Linked DNA regions of Mus musculus: region 2 is linked to region 1. Evidence: chromatin contacts called from public Micro-C data. All regions are on one chromosome and are shown on one strand. The core of a region is the stretch at or near the end of the contact, and the rest is flanking DNA. Distances in the headings are between cores, read along the strand shown. Region 1 overlaps Gm31829 (a long non-coding RNA gene). Region 2 has its middle 36 kb from the start of Tcl1.

Region 1 (3,826 bases), core at 441-2,940:
AGTGCTGTCCAGTGCTTGACACTTGCATGGCAGAGGACAGAGACAGGACCCTGTGGCTCCAGACAGGCAGGAGGAGATTGCTGACTGCACAGCCTTGGGTTGGGGGGCATTGACCAATCCCTGAAGCTGCTTTCTCTCTCCCTTCGGGAGTGAATAAACAGTCAGGGAGGCTGGGTAGAGCTTTCCTGCCCCTGGGGGAAAGTGTGTGTGAAAATAAGGCTATCTACAACAAGCTTAAATATCACCTGGAGCAGAGATGGAGACAGCTAGAAAGATGTCTGCCTCTGCAGTTAAGAGCCTTGCTCTTCCAGAAGATCTGAGATCAACTTCCAGCACCCACATAGCATCTGTTATGTTAGCTTCTGTTACACAGAAGTATCTGTAACCCCAGTTCCAGGGGATGCGACACCCGCTCCAGCCGCCAGGCACACATGCAAGAAAAACACCCATACTTATGTAAAATGAAATAAAAATTATTGTTTCTAAAAAGGCCCTGTGACCAGACCACACAGGTCCGTTGGAGCCATCAGAGAGGCAATGGGACCAGGATTGTACCAATCGGGAAGACTACAGTGTATACACACACACACACACACACACACACACACACACACACACACACACACAGAGGCGGGTAATCTGGATGGACGAGGGCAGTGTGTGAAAAAGAGCAGAACCATTAAGATTGCACAATCCTGCCCGGCTTCTTACTCAGCCGCCTGTCTGGAGCCTGAACCCGGCTCTGCCTGTTGGGGGCGCTGTGACTTGTGTGATTGACATCAGAGTGGATGGTGTGAGCCCTGTGGGGCTGCATTGGGGTTTATTTGGCATACAGCCGCGTGAGCAGGATGCTATTACAGCGGTATAATTGGTTTCTCAAAGGTGATTTACTCCTCTTGTTAGCAGACTGGAGTGGTTGAGGATTTCAATCTACTAACATTTAGATTGCCTCAGGAGGGAGGCCAGCGAGTCCTGCCTGCAACACATTTTAAATGCCCTGCAGCCAGCTTCCCCGCTGCAGATTCTGGGCGGAATGCTAATGGGTCCCGATTCCATCCCAATGACCTTAGCTGGGGTAGCAGAAGCTAGACCTTGTCCTCCACCTCAGAGAAAATGGGGGTATAGCTCTCTGCAAGGTGAGCATGACCTGTTTACTCGTGTACCCTGGAATCAATCCTGCAGCCCAGCACACAAGTGACCCTTGAGATTGGACGGTAGGTTAGCCGGTGCGTGCGCGCATGCGCGCTCGCCCCTTCACTTACCCACCCACTTGCCACAATGGAATTGTAAAACCCTTTGGGGTAGGTGGGAAATGAGAAAAGGCAGAGAGAAGACAAAGGAAACAATCTGTGACTCAAGGCGTCTGTGTTCTGGGGCTGTGTGATCTGTAAACTAGCACTGATGAGACAGGAGTAGATGAGCTGGAAGCATCGATGAGAAAGATCAGAAAGCGCCAAGCGGCAGACCATGCCAGAACAAAACCAGATCCACTGGGGTCCTCGACGGTCCCTGCACAGGCCTGACACGCCCGCTACCCCATAGATGCAAAGCGGTGCTGGGTCAGCTGGTTCTGAAAAGTTTCTACTGAGGGAATTCCTAGCGTTTCAAAATTTGAAAGTAGGGTCGGAGATACAGCTCTGCTGGTAGTGCCTGGCTAGCCTGTTCTATCCCCATCGCTGGGTGTGGTGGCACACCCTGAAATCCCAGTCCTAGGGAGGTTGAAGCAAGATTAGAAATTCAAGATCACTCCCAAGTGTGTAGGAAACTTGGCACCAGCTTGGAGTACATGAAGCCACCAGGGGTGGTTGGGAGCCTTAAAGTTCTAAAGAGGAGTTTGCATTCTAGAATAGGGCAGGCCTTGTCCATGGGACACTGTCCTTGTTCCTCTGGAGTGAAGCCACACCTGAGCTTGTTGGCTGGAATCTAACATGGACTGTCCCCTGTTCCCAGGGTACCTAAGAGCCAAAAACAGGTATAGATGCTTCAGATCAAGTTCATAGCTCTGGCCTTGGCCTAACTCAGGCTCTGAGCAGAGTCGCCCCTGTCATGGCAGAAAAGTAACTTTTTGTTCAATCTGATTTTAAATTACCCAGTGTATAAAATTGGGGTTGATCAAATTCCTAGACTTGGGAACTATAAATGGGTTCCTGGGGGTTGAGAGACAAATTCCATTTTGTGGGTGGGGCTAGAGCATCTGCTGGAGGCCAGTCTCCAGAAGCTAGTGAGGGACTCTGTGCAGGAAGAAACAGCTCTGGGCCCGGAAGAACCAGACAAGAGCCTGGCAGAAAAGGATGGGATCAAAGGCATGGGGCTGTGCCTGGCTTTTACATGGGTTGGGGCGGGGGAGGTCCAAACTTATGTCCTCACACTTGAAAATGACTAGGCCTGAACACAGCCCAAGGAACAGGCTTTCTGGACATTCCAGTTCTCTGTCCTTTAACCTCCAGCAAGTCTACACGTTCAAGAGGATTTTTGGTTTTGTTTGTTTGTTTCTGAGACATGATTTCTCTATATATACATTAAGCTATTTTTGTAACTCATAATCCTCCTGCCTCCACTTCCTGGATGTTGAAATTACAGGGCTATACCACCATGGCCAGATAAAAATGGTCTTTAAAGTTCTATTCGGGACCACAAGTAGGAGTTAGTTAAGTTCTGGGGAGTTCCTGTCTAGCCTCCATCCCGGAAGGACCGTGTTCACATCGTCAAGGTCACATGGAGTGACAGGGGTGGTTAGTGGCAAAGACCACTGAAGACTCCTCAGAGAGCCCCTGGTAGTGGCTGGCAGATGATAAGAACAGAGGAGACGGCTCCCTAGCTGTTCTGGTTCCTGAGGTGGCGACACCTTGGGAACATGCTGCTATGTGCTGCTGAAACAAAATGCCCGATAGACAAGGGACCAGCGGTCTAATTCATGTCCTTGCATTTGGCTGCCCCTGGCTGCCATGTGCGTCCCAATAGGTGACTTCATCCTGCCCAGGACAAGGATGGTGGAGTTCGTGCCATCTCTACACTACTCCAGAGAAAGCTAACATCCAAGGTCTCCTTGGCTGGGCCTCCCAGAGGCTCCAAGGGAAGACTCAACAGCCATATTTGCTTTCTTAATAGCCTTGAACCCCTACTGCCCTCTGCCAACCTTGGCGGCAGAAGAAAACTCAGAACATAGGAGTGAGGTCCCTGATGGACCTCTTGGCCTTCCTCCTTTCTCCAGTTCTCAGACCCTGATGCTTTCTCTCTTTTCCTTCTCAGATTCCCACTCCCTGACCCCCATCACCCTGGTGGCCTGTCCTCTCCCGCACTGCCCACCAGGATACTTAGGAGCCTCCAGGCTTTTAGCCATGATTTGTTAAGGAAATAGACAGAGGAGTCTCAATCCTCACAAACTCCTCTAAGCTTTCAAAGCCAGGGCTTCCTCTGCCTCTCTGCCTTGGGCACTAAGCCTTCTGGGTCCCCTGGAGCAAAAGGCTAGAAGGAAGTAAATGTGCAGAGGGAAAAATGGAGATGCTTTGACTGCCGTTTACAAAAGATTATTCTTGGGAATGCTTGTGATAGTCATGGCCCTGGGAGTAAGGGTGAACTCCCCAGAGCCTGCAGAGAAACTTCAAACAACGAGCATTCACGATCTTCAGCCCCAGAGAGAGCAGCTCAGAAAAGCCAAAGTCCTGTCTGAAGCCGAGTCCTCATCTCTCCAGAGTTCACACCTCTGCCCCGATTATGAAGGTTGGTTGGGGTTTGAAAGGCCATTTCCAAAGCCTTGAAGCTCAGAGCATCTCCGGCCGAAGGTTCTAGTTCCCCGCCCTTCAAATTACTGGGGAAATGCTCAGAA
Region 2 (3,402 bases), core at 93-2,592, 200 kb before region 1:
ATGTGACAAATGGGACCTTATAAAATGTAAACGCTTCTGTCTGCAGAGGAAGCCATCAACCAAGGAAACCCAAAGGCCAGAAGAGGATCTTTGCCAACTACACATCTCATAGAGGATTAATATTCAGAACATGTAAAGGGCTAGAAACACAATCAAGGGCTGGAGAGATGGCTCAGAGGTTCAGAGCAATTCCCAGCAACTGCACGGTGTCTCACAACCATCTCTAATGGGATCTGATGCCCTCTTCTTGAATGTAGGTGTACATGGGATTGAGCACTCATATACATAAAATAAATAAGTAAATCTTTTTAAAAGATTTAAGAAAAAAAAAAACAATAAAGAAAACAGATGAGAAAGCTTAAAAAAAAAAAAAGAGTATAGTCCCGAACATAGAGTTCTCAAAAGAAGAAGCAAAAATGGCTAAGAAATATCTCAAAAATTGCTCAAGGTCCTTAGCAATCAGGAAAAGGCACATTGAAACTACTTGGAGATCTCCCTCACCCCTGTCAGAATGACTGACATCAAGGATGTGAGGAAAGAGGAATACGTACCCCTTCTGATGGCCTCCCAAACTTCTATTGCCAACGTGGAAATCGCTGTGGAGTATCCCCAAAAAGCTCAAGGTGCATCTGCCACATGACCCAACAATCCCGCTCCTTGGCACGCGCCAAAAGGACCCAAAAGGACTCTATTGCCTCTCTATTCATATAAACTAGGAAATTGAAACAACAGAAATGTGGAGGAGGAAGGGGCGGGGAGGGGGGGGAAGGGGAGGGAAGGAGGGGAGGGGAGGGGAGGGGAGGGGAGGGGAGGGGAGGGGAGAGAGGGGAGGGGAGAGAGGGGAGAGAGGGGAGAGAGGGGAGGGGAGGGGAGAGAGAAGAGGGGAGGGGAGAGGGGGAGGGAAGGAGTGGCTCGGCCAGAGGTTCAACTGCTCTACATTTACATCTGAATCATGCAGGTGTCCCTCTAAACATACGGTTGATATAAACTTAGCAACAAAATGCCTGGTCACTGTCATTCCTTGCTGTTGCTGCTATAGGTGCTCTGGGGGGCTCTGCCCTTCCCCCACTAGACTCCGAAGAGCTTCATTCCATTCCCTGGAGCTACAGCAATGTTTAGTTTCAATAGCTACCCAGAGGATAGTAGATGAGACGGGCAGACTCCATTTCTCTCCTCCCCAACCCCAGTACCAGCTCTGCTGAGAGGTCTCCAGACAAACTCTTCTTTGGTGACCAGGATTTCCACCTAACGGGGCAGCCACCACTTCTGGAACACTTGTTTTGCCACTCATCTGTCAACATGTCAGTGGGGAGCTGTGATTTCCTTACTCACCGTTTAGCCCACCTTTGGAACCGTGCTTAGGACAGTAGAGCTCACACATCTATTTCGTAGGACAAACACGTGATAACATAAACAGATGGCTCCGTGCAATACCAGTCGTGACCAACAGAGGGCGCTCTATCCAGAGATCGATAAATAAGTGGTGTGTGGCTTTTGTATGCCCTACTTAACTCTCTGCTTTGAAGCTTCCCAGTAGCTCCTAGCACGACTGTAGCAGTATGACAGGCCCCCATTTGGACTGGGAAAAAATGGCTTCTTCATTTTGAAGACTGAAGTGCAGGTCTACCAAGGTAGTAAAAGGTATAAATAACTCCACAGCAGACTCATCAGAATCTTTATCGGGCACTAAGCGAGAGAGTCACCCACTGAACCTGTCCCATGCAAGTCGCGATGTGTGTTGTTGTGTCTGTGTGTGTCTCTGAGTAAGTGTGTATGTGTTTGTTAAGCCAGAGTTCAAAAATTGGGCGTTTTCCTCAATTATTGTCCATTTTATTCTTTGAGACGGTTTCTGTTTTGCTAGACTGGCTGGTCAGTGAGCCCTGAGATAGATCATCTCCGACCCCCAGCACCAGAGTTACAGAGACATTCTTTCCTACCTGGCTGAGGTTTGTGGATGTTGGGAATCCAAACAGGGATTTCATGTTTGCACAACAGACAATTTACTCCCACTGCTATCTCCCCAACCCACTGTTGAATCTTTAAAGAGCACTTTGCCAACCTCACAAAACACAGGTAGAGTTGAGAGCAGGGCTGCATTCGATCTTTCTGAGCTTCAGTTTTCTTAATTACTTTGTAGCTTTGATTTTCGGTTTCCTCTGACTTGAAACATTGTATTAGATTCAGGAAGTACATAAAACTTACAAGACCCAGGAAGCTCCTGAAACTTTCAAGATCCACAAAGGCCCTCCCCAAGGTGGTATAAACAGTAGCAATTGTTGTGAGAGAAGTCTCTCCCACTTAGCTCCTTCAAGTCCTACAGTAAGCTCTAGAGATAGGGCTTTTCTGAGTCACTGCCTATGCTGGAAGGGGCTTTTGTCATGATTCAGCCGCCTCTGAGCTATCCATGCTCCTATAAGTAGCCTCTATGAACTTATTATTTGCTAAGATAGACACAGGTGGAACAGTTTCTTCAGTCTGTCATTAGTGTCCTGTCTGGGGTAAAGAGAGGTTTGCTCATATCTTTCTCCCATGGAGAAGTCCCACAATACCTGGTATACCTGAAGGAGGGGAAAGTGGCTTTTAGGGTCCCTTTGGATGCAAAATCCTATTTTCAGCAACTAGAGAAAGACTTTGTCCTTCAGAGTGGCTGAAGGTTATTAGAATCACACCACCAGCACAGAGGGGGGAAAAATAAAGGTCCCCAGAAGGCTGGGGATCTAAAAATAACAGTGTAGAGCTGCCAACCCGTCACTCTCCTCTTTGGGATGTCTGTCAGGGTGTCTTTGTCAATCTACACTCCAGTTCAGAGACTGCACAGGAGGTGATCCTGTGAGTGCCACTCACTCAGCCTGACAGGTATTCTGCTGGGACAATTCTGACACAGCACCTGAGACAGATACCTGGTCCTGGTTTTTCAGAGAGATCGTGGTTTGGGCTACCTCCAGAAAATAGAGCTGTTCTGTAGGGAACCGCGTTCCCCTAACATTGCCAAGGAAAAAGATTCATGAAGAAATATTTTCTGCTCTTCATCCCTTTCAAGGAGACTCAGACCCCTGAACCACCCCCCAGGGTTGGCCTCAACAACTTCCCAACTCCATCTACGGAGTCAAACATTTAGCTCATCTAGAATCACCAAGGATAATACGTTTGGCCAAATGCCTGGGAATCCTGTGGCCCAACCAAGTGGCCACACAGAGTCATTCACCACAACACAGGATACAACGCTTTCAAGCTTGGCTGTTTCTTCTCTTCTTGTGCAGATGAGACTGCTGGTCATTTCAGCAGAGCCATGGGGCAGGGGTTGGGTTGTCAATAATCTTTGACTTCATCTATGTTCAAGGACAAGAGAAACAGGGAGCCAAGGTGTCAAGGGGAGAATGTGTTTAGAAGCAGAAATTCCAT

What was found. Hi-C and Micro-C count contacts between places; a contact is called where the count stands out from the background.
Region 2: a contact with region 1 is called in a Micro-C map of embryonic stem cells, with 2.0 times the contacts expected there. The contact joins two enhancer-like sites. A contact is called at or near these places in 1 of 15 datasets of contacts at CTCF or cohesin (embryonic stem cells), 18 of 484 Hi-C or Micro-C datasets (LSK cells, cerebellar granule neurons, cerebellum and 7 more) and 4 of 115 datasets of contacts at active chromatin or transcription factors (embryonic stem cells and stem cell-derived neural progenitor cells).

Annotation. Positions count from the first base shown.
Region 1 is chr12:105,060,900-105,064,725 of GRCm38.p6, reverse strand. The region is part of intron 2 of Gm31829 (a long non-coding RNA gene); the gene reads left to right. Among named protein-coding and RNA genes, the nearest start is that of Gm31884, 15 kb to the right of the region's middle. Within about 2 kb of position 1,690, at least 8 of the 459 cell types and tissues checked have an H3K27ac peak or open chromatin away from gene starts, as enhancers often do. A contact at or near this core is called in embryonic stem cells, where this site is marked.
Region 2 is chr12:105,257,036-105,260,437 of GRCm38.p6, reverse strand. No RefSeq gene overlaps it. Among named protein-coding and RNA genes, the nearest start is that of Tcl1, 36 kb to the right of the region's middle. Within about 2 kb of position 1,342, at least 11 of the 459 cell types and tissues checked have an H3K27ac peak or open chromatin away from gene starts, as enhancers often do. A contact at or near this core is called in embryonic stem cells, where this site is marked.